Regions from separate parts of the Gossypium arboreum genome. Here region 1 is linked to region 2. Evidence: chromatin contacts called from public Hi-C data. All regions are on one chromosome and are shown on one strand. Each heading gives the region's core, a stretch centred on a gene start, on an enhancer-like site or on the middle of the called end of the contact. The rest is flanking DNA. Distances are from core to core; before and after follow the strand shown. Region 1 holds the start of LOC108488840. Region 2 holds the start of LOC108486969.

Evidence for each region. A called contact is a pair of places that touch in the nucleus more often than the background predicts.
Region 1: a Hi-C map of leaf shows a contact between it and region 2, with 4 times the contacts expected there. The contact joins the promoter of LOC108488840 here to the promoter of LOC108486969 in region 2. A contact is called at or near these places in 2 of 5 Hi-C or Micro-C datasets (both in leaf).

Annotation. Positions count from the first base shown.
Region 1 is chr10:108,448,057-108,450,855 of ASM2569848v2, reverse strand. It overlaps LOC108488840, which reads right to left and starts at 1,493. Exons shown (of 3, transcript XM_017793122.2): 1 at 1,267-1,493; 2 at 932-1,185; 3 at 1-153. The coding sequence starts at 1,425. It overlaps LOC108489214 (protein FAR1-RELATED SEQUENCE 11-like), which reads right to left. Exons shown (of 5, transcript XM_017793578.2): 5 at 2,737-2,799.
Region 2 is chr10:108,216,012-108,218,711 of ASM2569848v2, reverse strand. LOC108486969 reads left to right here and starts at 1,275. Exons shown (of 6, transcript XM_017791136.2): 1 at 1,275-1,640; 2 at 2,616-2,700.

The DNA.
Region 1 (2,799 bases), core at 244-2,743, 230 kb before region 2:
AAAACGGTCATCAATGTCAACACACCAGCCGCACAAAACAAGCCTTCTCTGATTATGAGACAGCTTTCTCTCGGTTTCGACCAGTTTTTCAAATGTCCCGATTCCACACTTAGCCCTATCAACAACAAAATCTCAGCCACCGCAAAGCAAAGCCTGAAATTGGAATCAATGAAAACTTCAGCTGCTTTGCTTTTATAATTGAATTAATCTCACCAGAAGTCCTCAAATTATTGGACATTTTAAAATTGATCCTGAAACTTTAAAATCATCTTTAAAGTATCATTTTAGTCGTCAATTTAGACATACTGATTGTGGGTTATATTCAAAATACAAGAACTAAATTATAAACATGTGTGTACCAACCGCATAGAGAGTTTGAATTTAATACGATAAACAACATATGATTGTGATGATGTTAATAAAATTTAAAATGACTATTTTTAAGCTTAAATGATAAAAAAAAAGTTCTAAATTAATAATCAATTCGAACTCTAGTGGAAAAAAACACCTAATTGAGCCCTTAGTCAAAAATTAATCTAAAAAATTTGATAGCTTAATTAATTGCTAATTTTCTATTAAACCCTCGTTTAATTGATTATTTATTTATTTAAAAGTTAAGCCTTGTTATCTATAAAGTAAATATATATATCTACAAAACCGTAGTCAAAGGTAGCCAAGTTATTTAATGTTTAAGATAATGTTTTAAGGGCCCAATGAAAACTTCTAAAGTATAAGTTCGAATTTAGAATTTGTATCATAGTTTGATGTAAGATACAGTTAACCTTAATAGTTTAAAGAAAAGGGTAATCGAAATTCATAAGCAGCATAGGAAAAAAAAAACTGGAAAAAGGGCACGAAGATGAAGCAATGCAATTGAAAAGGGCGGTGAAACCCAGAATGAAGGCTGATAGTGTATGTTTGAGAATGTTACCAAGTGGTGACAAAGAAAAATCCAGCCTGCCAGGTGAGAGTCTTGAACTGAGTGGAATCAGGATCCCATGAAAGCAGAACCGGCGGCGGTGATTTACTCACCGCAATCAACATGTACATATGTTCCACCAACATCACCACTGCAAGTCCCACAAATGCCACTGCTGAACACAACAATGCCATCTTCCCGCTTCCACTGTATATGCATTCATATTTCACGTCTTTCCCGTCTTCTCCACTCTCCACCCATTTTTCCTACGCCACATCATGTGTATATCAACGAACTGAAGCGAGGACATAAAGGGAAAAGGGGGGGGAGGGGGGAGAGTTAAGTACCTGGGAACGAGTGGCTTCGGCTATGAGGCAAAGTACGAAGCAGAAGAGACCACATATGATGGTGACAACTATGAAAGCAACACCGGTTTTGCTGCCTAATTCGGTGCTTCGACGACTTGGGGCGAGATCAGCATGTGTGACACCTACTGTTTTAGGCATTTTCGGGCAACAAAAACGGAATTCATGCAAGGAGTTGATGGGCGGGCGGGGAATTAAATGGTTTGCGCTACCAAAACTGAAGGAATTATAGAATAGCTTGGAGCAAAGGTTGCTTAAAGCCCAAAGATTCCAATGATTCTGGCCTTTACTGTGAAGTTATTCACATTGATTGTGGCTTTTTCTATAATTTTTCTAAAGATGAAGGCCACAATGGGCTTTGCTTCATCATAGACACGTGTAAAATATTAGAGACTTCACCATCTTCCACCGTCTTTTATCTCAAAGTGCATTTCCCATCCTTTCTTTTTCTTTACCTTTGCCTCAAAGTGGAATTTCTTAGACATTGCAATTGTAATAGAAAAACAGTCTCCTGATACCAATGTTACTGTTTCAGCTCACATTATGATTATTTTTTATATTCTCTATGTCACATTAAATTTTGATTTAAGTTAAAAGCTTAAAAAAAATCAAGATATGAATTATATTTTTTTTGGAGAAGTTAAATAACAATTTTATCAAGTACATGGTCAAAGGTTCTTATCTGTATCCTCACTAAATATGAATAAGCTTTCTCATTACTGTTTTTTCCATTAAGATGCCACTTAACTTAGCATTGGATCCGACAAACGTTGGGAATTAGATTGATACATTAAATTAATTGGATCGAAAATTAATTGATCAATTAGTTTAAATAAAATTAAACTAGTTAAATTACGAACTTTCTGAATCAATTAAATTAAAATAAAATTTTGATCAAGTCTATATGGTTGAATGGATTTTATGATTTTTTTTAATTTTTTAATAATTTATTTAATTGAAACTAAATCAATGATTAAACCAATCAAATTAAAAATTAATAACTAACTAATTCGATTACTAATTAACCATGGACATTTTAACAAAATTTTGAAGTTTAGAGATTTAATTACTATAAAAATGAAACAAAACAGGTTTGGCTTTCAATGTTGACCAAACAAAACATAAAGTTCCTAGATGCCTAAAGTTTCAATTGTTGAGATTTGCCAACTTTAGAGAAAGGAATAATAACCCAACAAAGTGATACCCCCCCTGAAAGAACAAATGCAACAATGACTTAAGAATATTGATGTCGGTTTGCTGCAGTGCCTTCTAATCTTCTCTGGTTTATTCCAAGAATATATTACAATTATATAATTAATTCATCTTTCAGCATAAACTTCAAAGTTTATGTTTCACAAAGTTGTTACTTATACAGTAGAATAATTTAAAAAAAAAAAAATAAACTATCTCTAAATGATGGTATTTAGCGAATTTAAAGGTTGGAATCTGACATTTGTAATCCTAGACAGATCTTTATATTTGGATTTATGGGATTCTTTTTTTTCCATCTAAAAT
Region 2 (2,700 bases), core at 26-2,525:
TATTAAAATTCCAATCCAATGTTACATATAATTTTAAGTGCATGGAAATTTAGGTAAAATTAGATTTAATAGTTTTATAATAATATCTTTGTAAATATCCAAATTCGCTCATGTGGACGTTTTAACAAATAATACATTCATAAATTAGATAGATATTTATTCGAAAATATTTTTAATTCAAAGATATTTATTAACGTAATATACAAAGCTATAAATATAAATTTATGTTTATTAAATTTATATTTAATTAAATTAATGTGTCACTGACAATAAACTATAAGCAATTAATTTAAGCAAGTAGCTGGAATATTGCCCTTGCTAAAATTGGGGTCCAAAGAAATTCAATGTTCTTAGCATGGTGTTAGAAAATGGAAAATGGTTCTGATTTTTAGTTTGTAATGTTATGAATATTAATGGTGTTAGTGCGACTCAATTTGGGTTACTAGAGGTAAACTCAAGATTTATGATTATTATTTTTAATAATATTATCTTTAAAGTTTGAATTTTATTTTCTTATTAAAAGTTGCAATGTGTTTTACCATTACATCCAATCACTTGTTAGTTTACATCAATTTTTATAGTTTAATGTTAATTAAAATAAGTTTTTCATTTTAATTTTTGTTGAGAAGTTTTTATGCTATAAATTATAATTTGATTCTAGTTCTTTTTATTAAATACAAATATTTCAAATATAAATAAAAATAAAAATATTATCACTTTATTAATATTAAATTTAAAATTTATTAAAATATAATGTACCTTCGTACATTGCACAAGTTTAAAACTAAGTATAATTATTTAAGAAAAATATTTATTTTATTATTACGATATATTGCAAGATCACAATAGGAGTAGAGTTTTTAAAATTACTTTTAAAATATTTATGAAAATAATAAAAGTAACATTTGATGTATTTTTGAAATAAATATTTTAAATTAAAATATGTGGGTGTTCTTAAATTTATTTAATAAAATATATTAAAATCAAATTTTTATATTAAAATTAATTAAATTCAGAAATTAACTTGTAATATCAATTTATATATTATAGATTAAAGGCCCATTTGATTAGACATTGAATTACCAAGTTGCCTCAAATTTACAGAAAGGGATTTGAACACGTGTTTACCAATCCATTAAGTAGTACACAAACTAATTGAAACCCACTTGTAAGTTTATCAGAATTCCCAGGAACAGTCAAAAGTCTGTTTGGAATTTGAAATCTCGACCCTCTTAAAAGAGACGTTATAGGCTTTTTAATTCCACTTCGTTTTAATAATGATTAAAATTAAATTACAAAATTTTAAGCAAAGCAATTTTAATTTTATTTTTTTTTTAAAAAAAATGGAAAACCCCTATGCTATTATTTACTCTGTGTCTCCATTTATTGCTTTGAACTACATCACACATACACACAAACACACCCTTCTCTCTTTCTTTATCCCTCAGTCCTTTTCTGACTCTCAAAGGAGGAGCCTTTCACTTTTGTTTCTCCCAAAAATCTCAAATTTAAGCTGAACCCCATTGCAATGTTCTGTCCTTTTCTCTATATTTAAGTTGAGCCATGAAATATTGTTGCATTTAAGCTGAAACCATGAAATATTGCTGCATTTAAGCTGATCTCATTCATTGGACTTCAGTGTAAGTCTTTTTCTTCCATTTAAAGTTCTGGGTTTCTTTTTGTTTCTTTTTTTTGTGGGGGGGGGGATTTGGCAATTGCTTTTCTTATCAAATTGCTGCTTATTGATCATTGTGTTGTTGGTTTGAGCCTGTATGTTTATTTATTGTTTGTCAAAGAATTGTTTTCTTTAAAGGATTGTGCCCTTAAAATATTTGAATCTAGTCTTCTCGACGGATGTTGAATTAAATTGAATTGCTTGCTAAATTATAGGGGCAATTTATCTCTTTCTATCATTCTCAGACAGCCTTTTATTTGCAGATTTTATTAGAATTGGGATCTAAGGTGTTTGTTTTGGTAAAATGAGAGTATGCAATTAGTTTCTACAATTTTTTTTTTTTGTTAATCCCTCTTAGTACCATAGGAACTTCATCTGTTAAAGCTAATTTCAAATGGTATAATATTGTAGAGATGTTGATATAGAAGGGCTTTGACATTGTAAGTTGCTTGTCACCGGAAAGTGTGGGAATAAAAGAGCTAAATATCTTAAGAATGAGTGCACTATGACATAGATTTAAGATGGTGACAATGTGATTTTTGTGTTCATTTCATGTTCTTATATTGTCTTGCTTGTTTGACAAATTTTAGCTGTTTGAAATTCTGCCAAGTCAATGGCAGAAAAAAAGGTGTGCAATGTCTAGTTAAGTGGCATGAAAAATGAAGATACAGATGCTACATTTGGCCGTGTTTTGTGTTTTTAGAGATCTCAGGGTAAAAAGAAACAAGTTCATCTCCATTGATAGGCTTTTAACATCCTTTTTAGGGTACCAGATAGATATCTGATCTTCCATTTCATCTGATAAAATATTGACTGAAATTACAAAGAAAGCTCCTATCTTGGAGTGTTGAATAGCATGCATATGCTTTTTAGAAAAAAATGGTCAGAATTTCAATTTGGTCCGTACTTAACTGTTTGTTGTGTCTAATAATGTCTGCAGATGGATTTGGCCGGTGGAGTGGAGTTTCTGTCTCTCTTGTATCATTTGCTTGTATAAGTTAAACAGTTCAAATTCTGCTTTTATA